Regions from separate parts of the Mus musculus genome. Here all the other regions are linked to region 1. A link is a contact called in public HiChIP or PLAC-seq and promoter capture Hi-C data. All regions are on one chromosome and are shown on one strand. Each heading gives the region's core, a stretch centred on a gene start, on an enhancer-like site or on the middle of the called end of the contact. The rest is flanking DNA. Distances are from core to core; before and after follow the strand shown.

The links. Promoter capture Hi-C pulls out the DNA fragments that hold promoters and counts their contacts. HiChIP or PLAC-seq counts read pairs in DNA pulled down with a chosen protein or histone mark.
Region 2: a contact with region 1 is called in a promoter capture Hi-C map of the HPC-7 cell line, with 2.5 times the contacts expected there. The contact joins the enhancer-like site here to the promoter of 2410003I16Rik in region 1. A contact is called at or near these places in 3 of 39 promoter capture datasets (the 3T3-L1 cell line, the HPC-7 cell line and liver), 1 of 115 datasets of contacts at active chromatin or transcription factors (embryonic stem cells) and 1 of 9 other capture datasets (adipose tissue).
Region 3: a promoter capture Hi-C map of hippocampal neurons shows a contact between it and region 1, with 4 times the contacts expected there. The contact joins the enhancer-like site here to the promoter of 2410003I16Rik in region 1. A contact is called at or near these places in 23 of 39 promoter capture datasets (the 3T3-L1 cell line, 3T3-L1-derived adipocytes, the C10 cell line and 15 more), 1 of 484 Hi-C or Micro-C datasets (bone marrow-derived macrophages), 8 of 115 datasets of contacts at active chromatin or transcription factors (T-cell acute lymphoblastic leukemia, acute myeloid leukemia, embryonic basal ganglia and 2 more) and 5 of 9 other capture datasets (adipose tissue, embryonic stem cells, liver and 2 more).
Region 4: an H3K27ac HiChIP or PLAC-seq map of embryonic stem cells shows a contact between it and region 1, with 10 read pairs. The contact joins the enhancer-like site here to the promoter of 2410003I16Rik in region 1. A contact is called at or near these places in 6 of 39 promoter capture datasets (the 3T3-L1 cell line, the HPC-7 cell line, cranial neural crest and 3 more), 1 of 484 Hi-C or Micro-C datasets (bone marrow-derived macrophages), 1 of 115 datasets of contacts at active chromatin or transcription factors (embryonic stem cells) and 3 of 9 other capture datasets (adipose tissue, liver and pancreatic islet).

What each region holds. Positions count from the first base shown.
Region 1 is chr16:94,008,188-94,013,849 of GRCm38.p6, forward strand. It overlaps 2410003I16Rik (a long non-coding RNA gene), which reads left to right and starts at 2,468. Exons shown (of 4, transcript XR_003951876.1): 1 at 2,468-2,924; 2 at 3,246-3,323; 3 at 3,668-5,662. It also overlaps a transcript of Cldn14 not described here.
Region 2 is chr16:94,139,107-94,145,723 of GRCm38.p6, forward strand. Hlcs (holocarboxylase synthetase (biotin- [propriony-Coenzyme A-carboxylase (ATP-hydrolysing)] ligase)) reads right to left here. Exons shown (of 11, transcript NM_001360045.1): 7 at 2,243-2,310. Among named protein-coding and RNA genes, the nearest start is that of Sim2, 57 kb to the left of the region's middle. Within about 2 kb of position 4,820, at least 12 of the 459 cell types and tissues checked have an H3K27ac peak or open chromatin away from gene starts, as enhancers often do. A contact at or near this core is called in the HPC-7 cell line, where this site is marked.
Region 3 is chr16:94,250,868-94,257,268 of GRCm38.p6, forward strand. All of the region lies in intron 5 of Hlcs (holocarboxylase synthetase (biotin- [propriony-Coenzyme A-carboxylase (ATP-hydrolysing)] ligase)), which reads right to left. Among named protein-coding and RNA genes, the nearest start is that of Hlcs, 36 kb to the right of the region's middle. Within about 2 kb of position 3,889, at least 40 of the 459 cell types and tissues checked have an H3K27ac peak or open chromatin away from gene starts, as enhancers often do. A contact at or near this core is called in T-cell acute lymphoblastic leukemia and hippocampal neurons, where this site is marked.
Region 4 is chr16:94,166,301-94,172,266 of GRCm38.p6, forward strand. The region is part of intron 6 of Hlcs (holocarboxylase synthetase (biotin- [propriony-Coenzyme A-carboxylase (ATP-hydrolysing)] ligase)); the gene reads right to left. Among named protein-coding and RNA genes, the nearest start is that of Sim2, 84 kb to the left of the region's middle. Within about 2 kb of position 3,026, at least 6 of the 459 cell types and tissues checked have an H3K27ac peak or open chromatin away from gene starts, as enhancers often do. A contact at or near this core is called in embryonic stem cells, where this site is marked.

The DNA of each region.
Region 1 (5,662 bases), core at 1,218-3,717:
TCTGGACCCAATCTGGCCAGCAATGGCCATGAAAGCCAAGCCAATATAACCCAAATCAATCCTTCTATCTCCATGTCTTTCTCTGGTCTTCCCTTGAGCTCGGCTGGATACACTAATGGCTGCAGGTTCTAGGTACCCATAATCACTTACTAAAGCAAGTCAGAGAATTAATCACCAGCCTGATCTGCTTCACCGAGACATGGGTTCTCCTCCCTTCCCTCCTTCTGTGTCTTTCCTCTCTCACCTTCCTCCATCCCACCGCCCCACCTACAATTTGGACTGTCCGTGATGGGGAGAGAGACACAAATACCCAACCAACGTCAGAGACGGTACTCACAGTGTTGACGCGTCCCCCTCCGGGTCCAGAACTATATCCAGGTGCCTGTCTGGAACTCCACTTGAACATCTTATGGGGTTTCTTGCTCAGGTGCCCCTGGCTCCTGCTTCTGCCTGGCAGGTTGTATGAACCACAGGGCAAGTTTCCCCAGGTCACCTTTCCCACCAATCAGATCCACCTGACTTTCCTCTCCTTCCCAAGGCTGCTAGAAACTTTGCTGGTGCCCAAGATGCTCGGGCTTCCCACAGCCCCGGCCTGAGGCGCACCTAGTTTCAGCTATCAACGCTGCCCTTTCAGAACATGCCATTCCGACTCTGTCCTTTTTAAAAAGGGGCCAGTGTCTCGCTCAGCCGGCTCATAAAGTCTCTGTTCTCCTAACAAAAGGCCAATCGAGTCCTGAGAGCCTTTCCCTGACGTCTCTGCAGCTCAAATGACCTGTTTTCTTAGGCCTCATTGTTGCCCGTCACCGCTGGTGACACTTGGTGTCCAAATTCAGAAGAAAGCTCAGATTGAGAACAGTACTAAGAAATGGGAAAATAGCCAGAGGAAAGTCAAGGCAGTGAGGCGGTTCCGGGAAGAAATACAGTTGGTGGAAGGGGTGGCATCGATCGATGGATCGATGATTGTATTAGAGAAGGATGAGATCAGAAGTGGCCAGAGAGGCAGCTCTGTCCAGGTGGCAAGAAGAAACGCACACACAAGAAGTGTCTCCTTAGGTGAGTGGGGAAGACACAGCAAGGCTGAGAGGGAAAGACAGAGAGACTGAAAGTAAAGATTAACTTGTAAATGACTTTATTGCCAGGGGAATTGTCCCCCATCACCTGGTCACTGCCCAGGTCACCTCCATGGTGTGTTCATCTCCACTGAAGCCTGGGGTCTAGATAGGTCTTGTCCAGCAGAAGACAAGACTCACATTAGTCCACACTTGCTTAAGGCTGGGCATGCACACTGCTTCCCGTTTCTTCAGCCACTCGGTCTACCTACTACCCAAGCTTATCAATACCACATGCACAAGACACTTTGGTATAAGAGACTCCACCCTGGCACCAGGGAAAGGCAGGCAGATTGTGAAGCTAAGCAGCCTGCAGGCACACGGGCCAGCTGGGTCCCAGCTCTGTTCCCCATTATGAATGACCTTGCATATGTGTCTTGTGCCTGTTTTGATCTTTAAAGTGAGCTTAGAAATACTGACAGACAAGGACCTGGAGAGTGCTTCGTGGGTAAACTGTCGTGCAAGCATAAAGAAAAAGCTGAGCATGGCTATGCATGCCTGTCACCCCCGGGTGGGTGGGTGCAGGGAGACAAATTCCGGAGCTCGACCAACCGGCAGCCAAGCTGGCTCAGTGAGAGACCCTCTCTCAAAAAGTAAGGTGGCTAGCAACTGAGGGGGACACTTGATATTGATCTCCACAGACAGCGCACAGGTGCACAGGCTAGCTGAGGAGCACAGACTAACTCATACATGCACATATACTAATTAAAGTCCCTCAGAGAGTCAATAGTGTGGTTCGACTTCAAGACCATTCCCTAAACAGAGTACCCCCTTGGCAGTGGGTTTTTTTTTTTTTTCCTGTCTATTTAGGTCTCCAGCTAACGAAATGAGGCCACCTACATCATGGGCATAATGCCCTCTGCTGTCTACTGTATCGATTTAACTGTGCTGGCTAGTTTTTATGTCAACTCAACACAAGCTAGAGTCACCTGAAAGGAGGGAGCCTTGATTAAGAAAGTGCCTCGGTAAGATTCAGCTACAGGGGATATCTTGATTAGTGATTGATGGGGGAGGGCCCAGCCCATTGTGGGCGGGGCCATCTCTGGGCTGATGGTCCTGGTTCTATAAGAAAGCAGGCTGAGCAAACCATGGCGAGCAAGCCAGTAAGCAGCACCCTTCCACGGCCTCTGCATTAACCCCTGCCTCCAGGTTTCTGCCTGCCCTGAGACAGAAACAAACATTCTCACAGAAACATCCAGGATAACTTTTGGACTCATATCTGGATCATGCCCAACCAAGTTGACACACAGAATGAACTGTCCCCAAGGCATGTTTGCCCATGTGACCCCAATAACGAGCTCTATGCTTGTTTGTCTTTAGGGACCGTGTGTTTAAGGAAACAATTTCTTTACTGAATGGTGCTTCATTTGGTAGACCATTCTTTGGGACTGTTGTTCCTCCCAACACCCTCTGGGAACTATGTGCAACGGCAAACAGCTGAGAAGACAAGGAGGCCCAGGCTAGGTGGCCAGGCAGGTGCCTGATGCTGCTGAGATGACAAGGAGGCCCAGGCTAGGTGGCCAGGCAGGTGCCTGATGCTGCTGAAAAGACAAGGACTCTTCCCCACCCCACCTCACCCATGTTAGGTGGCCAGGCAGGTGCCTGACACTGCTGTCCTCTGGGGAGGTGTAAAATTTCCATTAGAAAAATGCAAGGAGGCTGGCCCTGGTGGCACAAACCTTAAATCCCAGCACTCAGGATGGAGAGACCGGCAGATCTCGGAGTTTCAGGCTAGTTAGAACTACGCAGTAAGACCCCGTCTCAAAAACAAACAAACGAGCAAGAAGACGAAAAAGGAGGAGGAAGAGAACTAAGGTGAGGAGGAGAAGAAGAAAGGAAAAAGGAACGCACCAGGCAAACGGGAAGAGGGTGAGCCGGTGCAGCAGGCCCTCGAGGACTGACCACGGTGTGAGATGGATAGCAGGCAGGGTGATGGATGAAGACACCAGCCTGTAGCTAGCTTGAAGAAGGGGCAGACATATATCTGAGCTATAAATCTCAGAAGGAGAAGCAGAGATTAGGAGCGAGAAACAGGGGCTGAGCTGTGCTTTCTGAGTGAACACACTGAAGAAGGGGGAGATTTGCACCACTGCAGCAGACTTTTTTTTTTTTTTTTTTTTGTCTTTTACTCTGAAGTGCCAAGAACTGGAAGAGGAAGTATGTTGCTGCGCTGCAGAGTTGCCGTGGCAATGGGTCAGCAGCAGAAAGAAACAGGTTGGGAGAAAGGCTCCATTTCTGCGCGGGGGTAGGGGGGGTAGGGGACAAGGGGGGGCTAGAGGGGGCAGGAGACAGGATGAGGAACAGATGGGGAAAGCAGTCACTGAAGTCACAGAGGCAGCAGGAGAGTGAAGTAAAAACCAGGCTGGATCGTGGGGGAGGGACATGAGGGGGGGGGTGATGTCGGGGCGGGGGGTGCAGAAATTACACCCAAAGTCAAATGTGGTCCTCAGTTTCTGCTCGCCTCCCCCTTCCCTACCTATGCGTTTCAAGGCATCCTAGTGTGTTTTGTGAGGTTTCTTATTGCTAATCCGACATTCACCACTTTGTCTTTGACCCAGGTTCTGCCCTCAACAGACCATCTGTTAGGAAGGGACCTTAAATCTCCAAGAAAGGAAGTCTCTAGAGATAGGACATTCCATTCTGTTGGAGTTTAAATTTGGTCCCAGAGCAACAAGACCTGCTTTGGAGCCTCCAAACCTCAGGACTCCACAGTTCTCAAAAAGACAGCCGAACGGCTTCCTGGAATCCCGTGTGAGCTGTCAGCTCTGCAGCAGTGTAAAGATGCTGGAGCATCCTCCAACCGCAAGCCAAGGACCACAAAGCCTTGCGTATCACCTTGGCTTTCTTACAGTGAGTGGGTGATTGAAATGACAGACTCTCAGCCCATGTGCTTAACTGCTTGAGGTTAGACCTGGGGAGACTGGGCTAAGGGAGAGATGATGCAAACCCACTTACAAGGAGAATGGCCTTGAGTTCTGAGTGACCTTGGGGTGGGCAGCCTGGTCGTCAGAGTAAGCCAGTGGACTTTATGTCTTTTTTTTTTTCTTTTTCTTTTTTAATTGGACATTTTCTTTATTTACATTTCAGATATTATCCCCTTTCCTGGTTTCCCCTCCGGAAAAGCAACCTCCCCACTCTTCCCACTCACCAACCCACCCACTCCTGCTTCCTGGTCCTGGCATTCCCCCACACTGGGGCACAGAGCCTTCTTAGGACCAAGGGCTTCTCCTCCCACTGATATCCGACTAGGCCATCCTCTACTGCATATGCAGCTGAAGCCATGAGTCCCACCATGTGTGCTCTTTGGTTGGTGGTTAGTCCCGGGAGCTCTGGGGGTACTGGTTAGTTCATATTGTTGTTCCTCCCATGGGGCTGCAAACCCCTTCAGCTCCTTGGGTCCTTTTTCTAGCTCCTCCATTGGGGACCCTGTACTCAGTCCAATGGATGGCTATGAGCATCCACTTCTGTATTTGTGAGGCACTGGCAGAGCCTCTCAGGAGAGAGCTATATCAGGCTCCTGTCAGCAAGCACTTGTTGGCATCCACAATAGTGTCTGTTTTTGGTGGTTGTTTATGGGATGAATCCCCAGGTGGGGCAGTCTCTGGATGATCATTCATTCAGTCTCTACTCCATACTTTGTCTCTGTAACTCCTTCCATGGGTGTTTTGTTCCCCTTTCTAAGATGCATTGAAGTATCCACACTTCGGTCTTTCTTCTTCTTGAGTTTCATATGGTTTGTGAATTGTATCTTGGGTATTCCAAACTTCTGGGCTTCTTATCACCACTTATCAGTGAGTGCATATCATGTGGGTTCTTTTGTGACTGGGTTACCTCACTCACGATGATATCCTCCAGATCCATCCATTTGCCTACAAATTTCATAAATTTATTGTTTTTAATAGCCGAGTAGTACTCCATTGTGTAAACTTACCACATTTTCTGCATCCATTCCTCTGTTGAGGGACATCTGGGTTCTTTCCAGCTTCTGGCTATTATAAATAAGGCTGCTATGAACATAGTGGAGCATGTGTCCTTCTTACATGTTGGGTATATACCCAGGAGAGGTATTGCTGGGTCCTCAGGTAGTACTATGTCCAGTTTTCTGAGGAACTGCCAAACTGAGAGGACTTTGTGTCTTACAGAAAAAGCTCTCTGATCAAGGTGTGGCTGAGACTGGAGAGCATGGGTGTGGCTGAGACTGGAGAGCATGGGTGTGGCTGAGACTGGAGAGCATGGGTGTGGCTGAGACTGGAGAGCATGGGTGTGGCTGAGACTGGAGAGCATGGGAAATATCCAGGCTATGTGGCTTCAAAGGTGGCCAACTCTGGGACAAGTTGTTACTCTTGCTATCCTCCTGCTCCGGATCAAGGACAGACTGAAGAAAACCTGGGTTTTGCTTCATTATCTTTCTACACAGGACACCCCTTCTGCCTGCCGGGTCCTTCAGAAGACTCCCCGGAGTCCCCTCTCTATTCGGCTGCTTGCTGGTGAAAAGGTCAGCTTAGGAACTTTGGGAAGGTCATGGAACACTTGCCTCTACAGAAGGGAGAGGC
Region 2 (6,617 bases), core at 3,570-6,069, 130 kb after region 1:
GGGTCTGAAGAGAGCTTGGTGAGTAGAGTGCCTGCCACACAAGTGTGAGGGCCTGAGTTTCGTCTCCAGTACTCATATAAAAACCTGGTGTGTACTCAAAATCCTGTGTTGTGGAGATGGAGACAAGCAGGTCCCTGGGGTTCTCCGGCTGGAACAGCCTAGCTGAATCTATAAGCTCCAAGTCCCCAAGAGAGAGACACTGTCTAAATAAATAAATAAATAAATAAATAAGGTGGACAGCTCCCAGTGAACAATACCGAAGGCTGATTCCTGGTCTCCACATGGACATATATATACCATACCTGTACAAATATCTGCACACACATGTGCGCACACACACACCCCGCTGCTGCGGAAACATAATGAGGGTGACCCCTGCATTTTGTGCTTGGACAACTAATGTCTTAAAGTGTGCTACCACATGGCTGGGCATGTGGGTGAAAATGGAAAAGTGCTTCTGGTAGTACTGGCTGTGTGGTCCATGGAAACCCAGAGCCGTGCCTTCAGTGGTAGTAGTGTGAAAGGTTTCGCACTGTTTGGTGCTGGATTAAATCTGGAGCTCTGTGCATGCTGGGCAAGTCCCAGCCTGAGCTCCAGGCTGAATGCTATCAAGCAATCCCCGGGGGCTGAAGAGATGGCTCAGTCTGTAAAGTACTTACAGCTCACGCCTGGGGATCCGTAGCACCCACATAAAAGGACAGGCAAGAAACTGGGCAGACAGCTTGACAATAAAGTGGTTGTCACACAAGCATGAGGATACTTGGGGACAGAGGGAGGGGAAACCAGGTGCTGGCCAGATAGACTACTTAGAATTGTCAAACTCCAGGGTCATGGGGCAACCCTGCCTCAATAAATAAACTGGAGAGTAACCAAGGTTCCTCCATGCACACGCACACACACAGAGCCAGTCATGGTGGTGCCTTTGCTGTAACCCAAGTGTGGAAGAGATACAGGCAGGCAGATGGGTTCTCAGGGGCTTTGTAGCCTGCTAGTCTAGCCTATCGGTGAGATCCAGGTACAGTGACAGAAAGACATTTGATGACACTGACCTTTTGGCTGTACACACCAGTGTACGTACCAACACACATGTGCAATACACATAAATGCATGCTCATGTATCATAATACACACATGCTTGTACACATACACATGCACATACACACATGTACACACATATACATGTACGTACACACATGTACATATACCATCATGCACATACAAATATGCACACATATACATGTACATACACACATGCACACATACACACATATGTACACACATACGTGTATGTACACACATGATCCCTGATAGCAAGTCTCTAAGCTGCTACTTATTTTTTAAAGCTGAAGTTAGGAAAAGAAAATATCAAACTGAGAGGTACAGGTTAATTAAAAATGCTTCTAGAGTATCATCTTTTAAGAACTCTACCATCTCTGGTGGGAATGGATGGTGTGCATGCGTGGTATTTATCTGTAATTTCAGCACTTGGGAGTCTGCAGCAAGAAGTTTGGGAGCTGAAAGTCAGCCTGAGCTACATAGCTAGACTCCCATAGCTTTTTGCAATATATTTTTCTTCTTTGTCTTATGCTCAAATCAAAGAAGTAGCAGACTCCCATCTCTCTGCTCTGAGCGAGAGCAGATATGGGTGGTCTGGTGCTGGCTGCTGGCTGGCAGGAACATGACCCATGTTCCTGTAAAGCCTCACCCATGCCTCCTACAGACGCTGGTGGGATCTCTGCCCTTGCTGGTCCCACCATGGCTCTGGAACAGCGCAGACTCTCGGTCTGCAAGAGGCAGGTGGTGGAAACCGGCTCTTTTTTTAGCAGGCACAGATCCAGTGCCATTTCGTGGGGGCTGGTGAGCAGGAGGCCTCTGAATGTGATGTAAGCTTACTACAGACTCCAACAGACCCTCACCGAGGACCTTCAGGAGAGTAAATGTCTTAGAACTTCGTTTCCATCACAACCTGCAGGATGTATGGGGAGCGTGGGTTAGCAGGCGTGACAGCCATCAAATGCAAACACTGCGTAGTTAACAAACTGTGGACTGGGAGACTGCCTGTGCTCTACTGAAGTCAATGGGCCTTCTCCTTTTCCCGTGCCCCATTTCAGGGGGCTGTTAAAATGGAAAGATGCTAAACTCGAGTGGTCTCAGGGTTCAGCACACACTGAGCTCTCTGGCCAGGAGACTCGTGGATTTTGGGAAAGGGAAATAACAGCAATGACAACAAACGATGACTGACCTTTGCCCTGGGTCTGCCGAACTGCAATGGCAATTAAGCCCATTTCCTGCGGCATCTCAAACATCAACCTGCAAATGATGGGAAAAACTGGTCAGTTAGAACGGACACGAAGAGGAGGGCCAGCAGCTCGGACAGAACGGGGACAAGTGTGTGCGTTTGCATGGTGGTCAGGAAGGGCCAACGACCTGCGGAGCTGTAGAAAGGAGGGGTGTCGTTTCCCTCACAGCCTTTGGTAGGAACTAGCACAGGGGTGAAGTAAGGGGTGAAGAGCAAGAGAGTGGAGAGGGGCAGGGGTGGAGGGAGGAGAGTGGGGTCAGCCTGGCTGGTGCTTGGCTTGACTGCTAGGAGACAGTTCTTTGGACGATGTTATCAAGTTCTTTCCCTTTACCTCGTATCTACCTTCAAGTGACAACAGTGTCTGACATTTGTTTTTACTTACAGTGCATTTCTGTTTGAACATGCACACGTTTCTGATTACTCCGAAAGCCAGTATGTGGGCAGTAGAGCATTTCAGAGATACCCCATCCCCTGAGAACTAATTACGCTTTAGCTGCAGTAAATAAATCAACACCTTTTGAGAATTCCCAAGAACCCTGGGTCTGTTTGGGCTTCGGGTCTGCTTTTAGAACAGTTTCACCGAAAAGAATGCAAACGCCTCTTTGGGGTTAAGTGGCAAAGCGTAACCGCATGCATCTCTACCTGACTGGCTGATATCTGGGGCAAAGGAAAACGAGCACACGTCCCAGAGCCCTTCACTCCCAGGGTCTCCTCCAAGTCTTGCTCTCTGCATTTTATTTCCATGCTAAGACACTTCTCCATCTTCCCGAAGTTGCTGATTTGGCATCAATCGGATATAGTTCAGAGCAGGAGGTATTAATGGCCAAAGCCAAGCTCTCTCTCTCTCTCCCCCCCCTCTCCCTCCCACTAAATATATCTAAATATATCTATCAATCATCTATCTATCTATATGTGTGTACTTATATATGTGTGTATGCATTTATCTATTGTGAATCTGTCTGTGAATCTATCTATCCATCCATTCATGTATGTATGTACTTATATATGTATGCATGCATCTATGTAGATATCTATATATCTATTTATGCATATCTATATATATGTATGTATGTGACATGTATATGTATGTATCATCTATCAATCTATGTGTACTTATATGTGTGTGCATCTATTATGAATCATCTTTCTGTGAATATCTTTCTTTCTTTTCTTTCTTTCTCTCCCTCCCTCCCTCCCTCCCTCCCTCCCTCCCTCCCTCCCTCCCTCCTTCCCTTCCTTCCATCCATCATCATTTGTGGGAGAACAGGGGTTGAGCAGGGCAGAGGACAAACTGGTATTGTGTATTAACAAGAAGTTACATGTCAGTCTGAAGCGTTCCTCAAGATTCTTGCAAGCAGTGCCCCTTAAAGCAAGCCTGTGCCCTGCGTAGCTCCCCACCCTCTCCTGCAGGCTAAAAGAACCCCTAAGGGAAGGAAACTGCTTAAAAAACACCCCTTCCCACTCCCGCCCGCCCAACACCCGCTGCCTCCTGTATCCCTGAAGTGTGTAGTACTTGCATAGGGGAGGAAGCCTATCATTTCTTTTCGTGCAAAGACTATGTTGGGCAGGGTCTGGCTGGTGCAACCGTGGGTCTTCCTCACAGCTGCAGGAGCAGAACAAGGCATTCAGGAGTAACCCAACCTGTGCCAATACACGTGAAACACATCCTCACAGTATTTCTCTTGGACACTATGAATCACTCCTTGAGGTGGAGTATGCCTGCCCACCCCTGGGTGCCAAGAATAAAATGTCTTTTGCTTGTCCTGGACAAGGGGGAAATTGTAAGAAGGAGTCTCTGTCTTACAGCAGGGTTAACATTGTCATTTAGTGTCTCCTGTTTCCTAGAGGGTCCCATTCCCGAGTCTGGGTTCCCGGGGTAAATGGAGGAGGGGGGAGGGGGATGGGAGGAGGGGGAGGGGGATGGGATTGAGTATTCTGTGAACGGACTGCAGAAGCTCTCAGAATGGTGGGTAATGTACAATGCTCTTTAAACACGTGGACCTTAGATGTTCAAGCGCTACGTACACCCAGCAATGGAAAGGGGTGGGGGCAGGGCCACAGGAACATGAGTGGCTCAGAAACCAAATGCGGACTTTTAGAACAAAGAGGAGTGATTAAGGGAGCGTACACACCAAACTGCTAGGGGTTTGGCAGCACTTAACAGACCATGCTAACGAGCAGAGTGAGTCCATGCTGCTGAGGCCAAGAGGAAACTCTGCAACAGAGACAGGGGAGGAAGGAGCTAATGCCTGTGCGAGACAACTGGAGGCCGCCAGATTTATTTGTGCTATCTGAGATAACTCTGGGGGCCAAGCCGCACAGCTCACGGTCGACAAAGGAGCATTTATGAACTTTGTCAATGCTGCGTTTCTGAAAATGAAGCTGCTGCAGTCTGCTTTAAGTAGAGAAAAAGCAACCGTGGATAGATGCCATCCTTTCTTGATGCCCTTGTACCAAAGGGATGCTGAAGAAAAGCCCTGCTTGTGCTGAGCCTGAAACTTCTGCAGCCCTGTACGGGATCTCTTTGCAGTCCAGATGATCTAATCCCCACACCGAGTGCTCTGATTACAGAGGACAGCACAGGGGTGCTCCGAGCAGACTGGCCAATAGGAAAACTAAAACAGCGAGCAAAAGTTTAATTGAGATGCAGCCCATACTGGTGGGGATCTGGCGCAGCCACGTTCATCAGTTAGAAAAGCAACAGTCTGGGAAAGATCTATTGGAACAGTTAGCTGAGTCACAGTGTGAGGACCCAGAAGGACAACTGGTGATCATTATAACAAGAGCTCTGACACACAGACACACAGCGTACCCTCAGAGGGTACGCTGGCCCCAAAGTGCACACTGAACAGCAAAGTTCAAAGGTAACACATGAATTTATCCAACTTACGGGAACTTAAAAAAAAAAAAAAAAAAGAGGCAGGGGCAGTCGGATCTCAGAGTTCAAGACTAGTCTGGTCTACAGAGCCAGTTCCAGGATAGCCAGGACTATACAGAGAAACCCTGTCTCAACAAATAAATACACACACACACACACACACACACACACAATCTCAACAGATATGTAGATAAACTGTGAAGATGGCAGGGTCAGACAGTAAGAGCCTAATAAATGCACACTGACCACCATAAGCAGACCTTCCCGACACCCATGGATGCCAGCTTTGTCATCTTTTACTACCTTCTGACTCAGTAACTATGTTGCCTGCTTCTAGAACTGAATCCTAAGGAGTACTCTGAGAAGAAAAAGACTTCTGAGTTCTAACTATTTTCTTTTGCTCCCGCTTTCTACTTTGTATTGAGATATAACCTCCAACCTATGAAGTGCACAAATCTTTTTTTTTTTTTTTTAATTTATAAAATGCACATGATTGTTTGTTAAGGCAATGCTATGGTCAGAGATCAGAAGGACTGACCGCCCTGCTAGAACAAACGCATGAGAGAAAGAGTTGAGTGTTTGCCTGTAGTTCTAGTCCTCGGCAGCCTGAGGCATACAAGCAAACAGTGAGTCCTTTTTCGTCTTCATCCCATGCGGCCATCCCTTCTGCCCATGTGATCAGGCTTGGTGGTGATCCCGACTTCACTCCCTCCCACCAATTGTTGTTCCTTTTACATGTTATAAAGTTGTTAGTTAGGGGTGTGTGTGTGTGTGTGTGTGTGTGTGTGTGTGGCTTTGTCTTAGTTACTTTCTACTGCTGTGATAAGACACCAAAGCCAAAGCAACTTAATTGGGGTTTCAGAGGGCTACAGAGTCCATGCTGGCGGAGAGAATCTTTTGAAACCCCAAAGCCCTCTCCCCATGACATATCTCCTCCAATAAACCCACTCCCAACTCTTCCCAAACTGGGGACCAAGTATTCTAATCTACGAGCCTGTGGGGGCATTCTCACGACGCTCTCCCCCACCCTCCGTCCCTTCTAGCTGGACTGCACCTCTATGATAAAAAAACAAGCCAAGCCTCAGTTGTCTCTATTCTCTCATGACCCCCTCTGCACATGGTAGGCACATGCCTGCTTTCTTCATTCTCTCTCTTCCTTAGAGAGAGCTGCCACCTTGGACCTACATCATTCTCTCTGTCTCCCTCCTTCCACTCTCTAATCTCTGGTGTAGGCTGGGCATATTTGGCACATCCATGAGGTCTCCCTCATTCCTGTCTGCTCACTGCTGTGTGGTGCAGAACTCGACACTGATTCATCATTTAGGTGTTCTCAGACCTTGATCACATGTATGGAGACACAGTCAGGGTTGCACCTAAAGTGTCGGAGGTGGGATGGCGGTCAGAGAGCAAGGGCTCGTGTGACTTTGTGAGATATGCCCA
Region 3 (6,401 bases), core at 2,639-5,138, 240 kb after region 1:
GACTCGGAGAAGCGTGACAAGTAGAGCACTGTGAGGGCTCTACTTTTGCTAACGTGCACAGTTCAGCAGTGGCTCAGAGAAAAGAATGTTTTCTTGGTTTTTGCTATAGGAAAGTTTTGAGTTATCAAAACAAATATATGAGCCCCGTCAAGTATGGATAGACATGTTCCATGCTGGTGCCCAGTGCCCGCTGGACACTCTCTGAGAGATGTCTGAGCAGAGCCGTGACTCTCTACCCAGCGCTGGAAAAGCGGAAGGGATATGCCACATTTTCTCGGCGCGTCCACAGCCCAGTTGTCAGAACCAGATGCAGAATGAGAACCAGCAGATGGTACTGAAAAAGGCCTGGAAACATTACTCAGAGGTAGAGCAGGTGCCCGGCATAGACACAGAGACAGATGGACAGAAAGACAGACAGACAAGCATGCATGCACATACACACTCACACGGACAATTTTTTATGGCAAACATGAATTTGCATCAGAGATCACCTCCCTAGGACTAAATTCACTGCACCGTGGAACAGGCAAACAGGCAGTAAGAAAACCTAATATCAAGTAACGGGGACAACAGAAAGCACAGTCTTTGAAAATGTAATTTTGTTTGAAAATCTGGGACTAGTTTAGACCGTAATGATAATTCTTAAAGTAAAGATAAATTAATTTGAGACAATGCTTGACATTTAAAAGAAAAAGGAAAATATTCTTTAATTGTGTTTAAATTAAGCGCTGATGGGTCTCCAGTCAGGATCTGTTCCAGTATAAAGCTGAAAGTGGCAATAATTATGGTTTGAGGACAGGATGCATCCCAGGGAATTGGTTTGGCTTTGGAGGGCAGAGGGAGGGGGTGAGGGGTGTTTTTAAGCCTGAGAGTTTTCCTCTGCAGGCACACATAAAGCTGAGTTGGAGCCCCAGCAACACAGACGTAAATTCATTCACACACGTGTGCACACTTGGGACTTTTAGTCTAACTGCTTTGCCAATTGCATCATAAACACCTCAGGGCATGGGGAAAGGATGTGGAGGGCATCTCGTCTCTCGTCTTCTGACAGAGAGGGACGACTCTGGGGTTTTGGTGACCGTCTTTTACGAAGGCATCTCCTATGAGAGACTCAGAGTGAAGAACCCGCAGCGCTAGGCCTATGCCCGACACCATGGAAAGAAAACGTTCCAGAGAAGAATCTTCAGAGTTATAGACTTTGGACTTTTAAATATTGTAGACTCAGAGGCTGCAGGAAAAGAGACAAGCACCAGCCATGCATCAAGGTTGCCGACAAGAATACTCTCGTTAACCCAACTTGACACTTTCAGGCAAGGAGATTTAACTATGCCCCTTGTGCCCTCCAAAAGTTAACCACCATTTTTAGAATATGAAACCACTGTCTGGTACATCTTTTAAAAGTTATATTTGCTTATCTGTAGAAATTACAAATGGGAAGGGGAAGCTGATTAAACACACGATATACACATCCGCAGGGAATCCTGTAAATATGTACAACTTCCACATTTTTATTAATTAGTTAAATTTTTTTATTTGTAAGGAACTGAGAAGGGAATAGGTGAGGCCATCCTCTCAGCTTTCTCTGAGAATTTTACTCTTTTATTATTATGGCTTCTAGTTTTAATTTTCTAAACTTTCACTTGTGTGTAGAGGGTAAACTTATTTAATATTTTTTAAAGTTCAGGCTGAAATAAGCCTTAGCCTTAGTTTGCAACGCTGACACACAGAGTGGCCCTCCTCCTGTCCTTACAGACAGGTGATAACTTGCACCTTCACAAACATTTAGAATTTAAATGTCCTGTGCTAAAGCTCGCCTTCACCGTTCCCTCTCTCAGGCAAATGCACACAAAAGAGACTCACACACACACACACACACACACACACACAAACACACACACACAGCACCCCTTACACTGTGACCCTTTGTGAGTCACAGGGAGAGGTGTGACTTCCCTTGGTGTCAGAGGTCTCCAGATATTCCAACAGCATCTCCTTATCCTCGGGGTCAAAGAAGTGCTTCACAGAGACAGGCTGTCCCTCGGGGATCTTATTTTCAGTACAGTTTTAGCTACAGGAGACACACGTTTAAATGGATACATGCACATGCGCACGGCTAACATGAGAAAGTGAAACACTACCAACAGCAATTAAAGCAAATCTTCTAATGGCTGTGCCATTTTCACCTATAAAAGCCATGTTCCTCGGGAGATAAAAATGAGGCACAAACTCTAAAATTGTGTTATGCGGGATACTCTCCCTTATGACCAGTTGGAGCCGGCACTGTAGTCTTTAACTCCAGTATACCCCTCTTCTTCATTGACACATTAAATCTGTATACATTTATAGTGAACAACATGATACCTGACCTGTGTCAGCTATAGATGGGAGTTCTGACCAGCCTTCCTCTGATTACATTACCAAATGCTGAAGGAAGGGAACTTCACGTACTCCCAGCAGGAGCCTAGAAACACAGCCCCCAAACCCTCAGTGCACACAATCTTACACCCACCCACCCCCCAGCCCCCACCCCCACCCCCCGGTGGTAGGACTGAGCAATGGAAGGTCTGCCCAGAATGTATGCTCCGTCTGTAGTAAGTGCCTGGTGGACATACAGACAGGCAGACTAACCTTGGTGGAGTTCCCTGATTTCCTAAGGAAGCCAGAGAAAGGTGCCAGAAGGACCCAGACCAACTGCAGCACCCTGACCCTCTCTGCTGAGGCTTGCCCCCCACCCAGGTACAGCGTCAAGGCTGGCCTGATTGTTTTGAATTTTCATGTTTGTCCAAGATGCCAGCTCTGCCATCAGAGCAACATCCAAATTACTAGCATGGACAGAAAGAGCACGTGATATTCACTCTAATGCATACATTTTCCAAGTGGCCATCAGGTCCCAGATACTCACATTCCTGCACTGACAGGAATTCCTGGCCACAGGGCCAGGCCTTGCCAGTTACCATGGGTGCCTACCACCGGCCACCTTGAATCCAGGTCTCACCTCTGCACCTGATCACAGGGCCTTTTGATGGTGCCCCCTAACCCAGTACCAGTGTGGGCTATCTCCTAGGGATGTGTCTGTCGGACCTGAGAGAGAAAATTCTGCTGGTAAGAACGTTCCGAGATTTAGTAGAAACGGCTTCAGTCGGCTTCCCAGGAGGTAACGAACGGCACAATGCAAACCCGCTCACACATGGCAGCTATTAGGGAGCTAGTGTAGGAGACAGAAAGCATTTGCTCTTGGAGGATTTTTTTATTCCAAATGAGCCTGCTTCCCATCCACAAATCTGTGACTGCATAAACGCTGGATATAAATAGTCTATGGAAACAGAGCCGCCCTTCCTAGCCACGGCGTAACCGTGAGCAAGCGGCTGCAGAGCTGCGTGGACCTCCACCAACCCCTCCAGATCCTACCGTAAAAAAAAAAAAAAAAAAAGTCGGCTCAGAGAAAACCAAAATCATGCGCTGAAACTCAGCAAGGCCTGGCCGGGAAGCAACAGGAGCCGCGTTTGTCTTGTGGGCATCTCCTTCTCCCGTGAGCAGTTCTCTCCTGCCTGATGTTTGCCCTCCAGTGTGGACCCCGAAGGCAGCTTTGGAACATGCTTGTGAGAACAAGATCCACACACAAAGGCAGGTCACCCAGTAGCTCAAAGGCTCCTCGCAAAAACAGCCTGTAAAAAGGAGACTGAGGACAACACCCCGTGAATTCCGCTTTTTGCATTTCGGAGTTAAAAGGGATTGTGTGGCCTTTACACGGGCATTGTACTTGATAACAGGAAGTCAGTCAAAATGAACAAAAAAAAAAAAAAATTCCAGTATTGGTGGGGAGAGAAAGAAGAAAAGAGAGAAAGGTATATGAAAGGCCCTTGAAAACATTCGCAGCTATAAAAGCTTTTAAATGTTGGCTTTAATCTGCCAGCTGCTCTGGGCTGTTCTGTAAAGCAGCCGCCACAAGACCTCAGCAGACGCACGCACACCAGGAGCCACCCAGTGCACCTGGGACCCCGACTTTCTCTCCGATTTGGATCTCCAAAGAAATATTTCTTTAACTGTATTTTAAAGTATTGCTAGAAGTTTGTCCCTTATTTAAGATTCAGAACTAGGCCTAAAGGCCACAGGAGGGAGGGGAGGGCTCCATGTCAAAACTGTGCTTAAAAAAAAAAAAAAAATCTGTCAGGTAGAGATTTTTTTTTTCTTAAATGGAATATTGAAATTTAAAAAGCAACAACACTAGGCACTTTAGGCTCCAAACAGCTAGTTCACAACCTGGGAAGACAGCTCGGCGAGCACAACACTGGCAGGGTGCAGTGGAGAGGCAGTAGCTCTAATGCAGGGGATGCAGCCAGGGGGTCCCTGGAGCTATTAGGCAGCTAGGCTAGCCGAAACATGGGGAGAGCCATGTTCAGGGAGAGACCCTGTCTCCCAACAACAACAACATTACCATTGCATAGAGAAGTGATTGCAGACAGACAGATCTCGGTCAGTCCCTGGCTGCCCCACACGCTTGCCAGGTTAATGCAGCCATACTTGCATATATCACCCCGCAACACAGTTTTGTTTTTAAATACTAAGAAGAAAGAACCCAACTTTCAGGCTGAGGACACAGCTCGGTAATACAATAGTGAGGCCCTGGGTTTGATTCCCACCTAAGTAAATAAGTAAATGAAAGCTCAGGTTCCCCATGCCAGGGATGGACGGATGGATGGACGGGCAGGCAGGCAGGCAGGCAGGCAGGCAGGCAGGCAGGCAGGCACCTCATCCTGCCTATTGGGGAGTCCAGATGAGACCATGAAGCACATTAAGAAGACGCGGTTAGCCAAAAAGCATGTCATCAAGATAAGAAATGACTGTGTCTCCCAAACTGCCCCAGCACCTGGCCCACCCTCATTAGCTCCCAAATATTTGCTGAATGAAGTGGCCAGTGCAGACAGAAGGGAGGTCCCGCATGGAATGACTTAGTCTACATTCTGTCATAAAGCAACAAGACCAGAAGAGAAGCTTGCAGTTCGTGACAGCTATGTGTTAAAACACCACACTAAACACCTTCAATGTGAGCAATTGAAAATGAATTTTCAGGAAGGGATTCCCTGGGCAGAAAGGCCACACTAAGGGCTTTCTGATACATCTACAAATATAAAAAACGATTCTCACCAACAACAGCCAATCACCAACAGGAGCTGGGGTCTGAGGAAGGGAATAGAGTTTCTTTGTTTATGATCTTGGGTTGAATCAAAATGGAATATTGTAACCCTTTTCTGTCTTTAAGCATGTACTGATTCATGCCACGACTCCCACAGCACCGACATCACACACACACACACACACACACACACACACCACCAGCACCACCACCACAATCATGACTCTACCCAGCTGCTTTATCAACAAACTCAGTTGTCGCTTCTTGTTATGGTTACATCTTGATCCCAAGGGCAAGTAACTGGACGCCCTCAAAGAGCTCCTGCCAAGCAGGAGTCCAGCGGGAGTCTCCCAGGTCACCTACACATCACTGCGCCCAGCCTCGTGCACACCTAAGAAAGCAAAACAAAAACAAAAACAAAACAAAACAAACAAACAAAAAAATGTGTGTGTGCTCCCTAACTGAGTGGGAAGCCAGGCCGGGGGAAATCTGCAAACAGCCTGGGTTCCTCACAGCAATGGCAGTTCCCCTTGCTAGAGGTGGGGGGTTCCTCAGAGAAGTGGCAGCCCCCCTGGCTAGAGGTGGGGGTTCCTCAAAGCAATGGCAGCTTCCCTTGCTAGAGGTGGGGGTTCCTCAGAGCAATGGCAGCCCCCCTGGCTAGAGGTGAGGCGTCCATGCTCTTCTGCATCCTCTGGCCACCCGGGAAACATCAACATGTCACACGGACAGGGATGGTATGAGATGGAAGGTGGGGGTGGCTCTAAATCCCAGCTGGCCTAGCCGTTCCACAGGAGCCGCCAGAGACTCCAGTGTGTCCTCCTCCTTGTTGCCCTCCCTCGGACAGAGATTAGAAGGCAGGGGAACAAGACAGTTTTCACTGAAAAAAGAAGTCTGCTTTTATTTATAAAATTATTATCTTTTTACATAAAATAAATGTTTAAGTTTTCCTACACAACATCACAGAAATGGGTTCCTTCTCTGTTTTTTCCTTACAAAATGTGTGTCTCCCACGGCATACCCCACAGTGATGCTGCATTCCTGCCAACACTTCTACTGGATGGAGGGCTGACAGGAAGGCCACCATGTAATGCTAGCCCATAATGTATCTTACATCAAGCGTTCGGCCCGTCAGCCTGACCTTCGCTGGCCCCTGTATGGGTTTATTCATGGAGAAGTAGTGCGGAGGGTTCTGGGTCACCCCAGCAGGAACAGGGCTCCAGTCGTGACTAGTCCAGCAACGCCTTCTGCTCACACGGGTGAGCACCAG
Region 4 (5,966 bases), core at 1,776-4,275, 160 kb after region 1:
ATACTCATGTGCATTTAAACAGACAGTAACAGACCATGTATCCAAGCTGTTTTATGGTCTTACATCAGAACACTACAGATTTAGGAAATCTAAATGAGCTGGCTGTGATAGTATAAACCATTAATCCTAGCACTTGGAAGACAGAGGCAGGGGAATGTCTGGGAGCTCAAGGCCAGCCTGGTCTATAGACTGAGCTTCAGCCACAACTACATAGTGACACCCCATCTCAAAAAGTAAATAGGTTAGTAAATAAATAAATAATAAATATGTATAAAGAGAGGAGGTTGGATAGCATGTGGGTGTAGTACTCATGTGTGGGGGTGTGCATTCACAGGTGGGGTAGTATGCATACATAGTAGGTAAGTATGAGTATGCATGTGTGCGTGTGTGTGGGTGAGAGGCAGTTGTCAGGGGTCTTCTTAATCACCCTTATATACCTGAGGCAGGGTCTCTCACTCAACCCCAGACTTGAATGATCAGGTTTGTCTATCTAGCCAGCTTGCCCTGGGGATTGCCCTGGGGATTGCCACACCCACTTGGCATTTAAGTGGTGTTGGTGACCCAATGCTGGCCTCATCCTTGATTGCAAGCACTTTACCTACTATCTCCCCGCACCCTCCAAAACCTGATTTACAATGAATATTTGGATCATTCATCATCTTGTTACGACTTAATTTGTAAAAAACTGGTTCCTTTTGCTTGTTTTAAAAAATTAAAACAGTATCCCTTGGCTCCTCATTTCCTGCTTCTTAAAAATTACTGGGATATTCATTTCAATTTCTCTTCTTAGCCGTGTTTCTTTACGTTTTTAGGTTATTGCACCAGGGACCACAGTCTATGCTGTAACTTTTTATAACCCGCCACAGTCAATATTGTACTGCTTCCTGTATGATGAAGAAACCTTAGAACCGAAAAGGCCCGTACCGACGGCTCTAGGCTGGAGCTGCTGCGTGTACCACATCTACAGATGTTATAAACCCCATGAGGCCATGGAATGATCCTTGCTCTAAATAGTTATGTGGTTAATCAGAAAAATTAAATACGGGAAAAGCACACAAGCAGTGTTTTGTACAAACAATTCATTTCCAGTTTTCCTCCTGGCTCCCACCAGGACCTGAGTTCCCTCTGGCATTATCTCTCCTCCTTCACAGAGGTCCCTTTAGCCTGTGTCACGGCAATGGTCTGCCAAAATGCTCTTATTTCCCCTTGATTCGGGAAGGACGCATCTCCTAGAAGTCAGAGTTGAAACTTCTCTTTCGGGATTTCATAGAGACACCCTCGTTCTGTTCCGTTCCCCTGGTTTCTGATGAGAAGTCCAGAATTAATCAGACGCCACTGTTATCTGGTATTACTTCTGTCCTCAGGTTTGCCTGTCAGTCTTAGGTTAACACTCTGAAAGAATCCCCCTGGATTTCAAATGCTACTTTTCTTCTTTGGCACTCTCTGAGCATCTTGTATCTACAAGTTTCTATTTTTCAGCAATTTCTTTAAAAATTGCTATCAAAATTCCTTCAATTATCCCTTCTGCTCCACTTGCCCTTTCTCTTGATTCATTTCCTCTCAACTATAACTACTAAGTGATTTATTTTTTAATCTGAGACAATAGTAGGAGTTGGGAAACAAGGCCCTGGGTTCAATTCCCAGCACTTCCTGTCCTCCAATAAAAAGATATCACACAGGTAACGTGACTGTATTTTCAGCCCCAGAATTTCTGCTCAGCCCTAGGTTTGATCAATTCTCTTTTCCCCCATCTCTCCTTCCTGTAGGCCCAGGGTGGGGGTGGGGTGGGGGCTGCGGGTGTCTTAGCAGCACAGAGAGCCTGCTGTAGCTCACCTCCGGGCTGGACTCAAGCATGTCCCCATTCTCCGAGCTGCCCTTCCTCAGTTCCAGTGAGTGCCTTATTTAGTTTTGTTTCCTAAACACCCTGAGGTGTTAAACTGTGTAGGATCCGGGGTTTGCTACTTTTCTTCTTACGTTATTGGTTCTTCTGCTCTGACTGGCAATTTCCCTAGGCTGAGTCCAATCTGCAATTTCTGTGTCTTGCAGGAAATGGCTCCAAGCACAGTTCAAATCCCTCTGAAGTGCCTGGAGGCTGTATGGCTCAAAAGTCAAAGATGGATGGGGACAGAACCTGGGGTTCCCCTCGATGGCTTTCTCTATCCCTCATCATGTCGTCTGCACTGGACCCTGTACTTACTGGGTGTCGTTCTACCCCCACCTGTGCTGAGGGTGCCTCCCACCTCAGTCCACCTGTTCGCCCCTAGCTAAAAGGTAGCCACTAAGTTACAGTTTCCACGTTGCTTTTGGTGTGAAGGAGGAGGGAGGATTAAAAAGAGCTGTCCCCTCTCCTCGGTCATTCTCCGAGGTAGGAGTTTCCTGATACCATCCTTGACAAGAGGAAGTCAAATCCTTGCAAAATGAGAAATGCAGAGAGAGTAGAAAGTGGCTGACTACAGAACTGAATTCAAGATACACCTGGAAGAGCCTGCTGTGGCAGAGAGGAAGGAATTAGCCAAAGAGGGGAGGCGGAGTTAGACCAGCGGTTCTCAACCTGTGGGTCTCGACCCTTTCTCAGGGGTCGAATTTCCTGCATATCAGATATTTACATTATGATTCATAACAGTAGCAAAGTTACAGCTATGAACCACAGCATGAGGGACTGCATTAAAGGGTGGCAGCATTGGGAAGGCTGAGAGCCACTGAGTTAGAATGAGAACCTGCCCGAAGGGCTCTCATTGGCCAAACCTGGGGCTCGTAATCAAAGAGAATGAATCATGTAGCCAATGATATCATGTTAGATAAAAGCACACTGTTGCAAACTACTGCTTGAAGGAAAGAAAAGATAAAACTTCTTATTCTGAAAACTACTCTTTTTTTTTTTTTCCTGTTTCAAAAAGCTTTATTTTTCACTTGGTCCAAGACTTGGGAGAGGCTCCAGGGCAGTTACAACGCTGCCTAGTGGCCTGGAGGTCCTGAGGCGGGCTGGTGCAGAGCAGAGGAGGGAGGCGCAGAGGCCTCCAAGTTGTGCTTGAGAGTGAGCCGTTCAAAGAGATTCTCCCCTAGAGATGCCTGGGGCGTGCCCGTCTGCGCTGGGTGTGGCCCTGCCAGCCTACGGAGGCTGGTCAGGTGGTCCTCCATCTTCTTGAGAAGCTTCACCTCCTTATCCAGGAAGTGGCTTTCCAAGGTGCCACAGAGATGAGGGTCTGTGCGGGCAGAACCCAGGGCATGCAGATCCAGGAGGGCCTGGTTCAGGCTCTTCTCCAGGGCCAAGGCAGCTTCCATGGCCTCCTGGGTTTCACCCCATTCATCTTGAGATGCCTTTTGCATGTCCTGGAAGAGTGCACGCCCCCCTCGATCATTCTCTGCATATGCAGCAGAGGATGGCCTTGTTGGACATCAATGGAAGGAGAGGCCCTTGGTTCTGTGAAGGCTCAAGAGATGCTCCAGTGTAGGGGAATGCCAGGGTGGGGAAGCGGGAATGGGTGGGTGGGTGGGTGGGTGGTGAGTAACTTTATAGAAGCAGGGGGAGGGAGGATGGTACAGGAGTTTTCCAGACGGGAAACCGGGAAAAGAGATAACTTTTGAAATGTAAATAAATAAAATATCTAATTTTTTAAAAAAAGAAAATGACTCTTTATGAATGAGTAGGTAAAGAATGGGGAACTAATACCAAGGAAAATCAGCAATTTACAAAAGCAAGAAAATAACTGATCCAGGCAAGGACCACGCTGGCTATTGTATTGGAGAACCAAGTCTCATGGTTTGAGACCATGGTCAGCTGACATTTTCTGTCTTAGTCACTCTTCTGTTGCTGTGAGGAGAAGCCATGACCAAGGCAATGCTTATAAAATAAAAGACTTACCAGGTAGCTGGCTTACAGTATCAGAGGCTGAGTCCATTATCACTATGGTGGGGAGCATGGTGGCACATAGGCAGACACGCATGTTGCTGGAGCAGTAGCTGAGAGCTACTCATCATGATTTGCAGGCAGCAGACAGATCAAAACTGGTCCTGGCATGGGCTTTTGAAACCTCAAAGCCCACCCGCAGTGACATATTTCCCTCCAACAAGGCCACACCTCCTAATCCTGCTAATCTCTTCATTGAGTCCCACTGCTCTGGTGACTGAACATTCAAATATAAGAGCCTGCGAGGGCCATTCTTATTCAAACCACCACACCCTCCTTTAGGAAGTGAGGTGAGACAGCTGTCTAGGACCAGGAGGTGGAGGATAAATGCTCACCAGGAAGCAGAGAGATGGGAAGGGACCAGGACCCAGTAAAACCTCGGAGTTGCCTTTCCCTCTGTCCTGGTTCCACCCACCAGGCCCCAGCTTGTGAAGTTCCCACCGTCTCCCAAGGCAGCAGCTGGGGACCAAACCTTAACCACACAGCCTAAGGAGGGCATTTCAGGCTCGGACCTTCACAACCACAATGGCTTACCCGAAAGGCGGTTTCTATGTATAATGGAGGAGCCCACACTTACTGCCTTCACCAACAGGGCAGGCTCACATGCTAACAAGACTGAAGTAAGTGGGGCGCCTCCTTACTCAGGGCGTTCTGAACAGAGTCAAGTTCTTGGTCTTAACCTCTGACGTACAAGATGCATCCAACTCAAAATGTAGCTGGTGTAGTTTTTTGTTTGGGGAGGGTCATTTGTTTGTTTGTTTTTAAAGCTGATTAAGGAAACATAAGTACGGCAGTGCATAACTGTGGCTGCATCTCGGTTAGAAGTATACAGTCACACAAGACACTTCATACAGCTGAAGAATTTGAACACAGACTGGACACCAACGAGCCAATGTTTCTATGAGCATCATGCTCACCCAGGAAGGAATTCTTACTGGTAAAAAAAAAAGCATGGTAGAGCCAGCAGGAGTAGTATTTCCTCGAAGCAGGTCAAAATATGAATCGCTGCAGAATCTATGTGTGCTATAAACTGCTGTTCACTATACCATTTCTTCAACTTCCCAGAGTGTTTAAACCAGTACTTGTAAAATGTGGGGGGAAATCTATTCTACTGTGTGGTAAGGTCATGGCTTAAAATTGGGGATTAAATCCAGAGTGGAGTGGTTTTCATGGCTCATCCTGTATTAGTGCAGAGGGCAACAAGCTGGTTTCTTTCCACCACTCTCTCTGCTTTGACAGTGCCTGGGTAGAGAAAAGTGACTCGCAGGTGGCACCTACCCATCCCAGGCCGGCATGACTTGTTAACTCTAGTCTAGGAACAGCCCCTGTAAGAGGCACTCCAATGTTATTACTTATTCCTGGTGTCCCCACCCTGACCTACAATATTCCAGATAACAGAGGAAGCACTGGGGACAGACAGACTAGACACCTTGCCAGCCTCCAAGGGACTGGAGTCTCTGGCCACAGAGAAGAAAGTAAGCCACTATAAGTCAGTAGGACCAACAGGATGATGATTCACTCCGGGAGGAGGGGGACACAGTTTTGCTCAGGGCTCCCCAAGAGCCCAGTGGACGGATGTCCCCCTACTGCCTCAGGAGGGCAGGCATGGTTTCAAGCACATAGGTAAGATGTCTAGCCTCACAGACATGGATTCCCTACTCAGTCTCCCTCTGTCTTTAGTGCTGCAAACCACTGCAGAGCAGCAGCTTAGAAAACCCTGCTGCTGGTCTGGCTCATACCTGCAGTGGCTGGGGCAGCTTTATCAGGGGCAGAAGAGCCACATCAGCATGGTGTGGTTACAGCATGGTGACAGGCCGCCAAGGTGGTGGCAGTTGGAAACGTAGCCAAAGCTGCATGGGATTTGATTCCTCCTCATAAAGCTGTGTGGTCTTCTACAGTGTTCCAAGAGAGCAGATATGGAAGTTGTCAATTGCTTAAGACCCACGTCTGGGATGCCAGCAGTCGTTGCTGACCCAGAGCCCAAACTCAAAGAGGGGGAGACACACAGTTAAATCTAATTTTGAAATAACCCTGCAAAAAAAAAAAAAAAAAAAAAAAA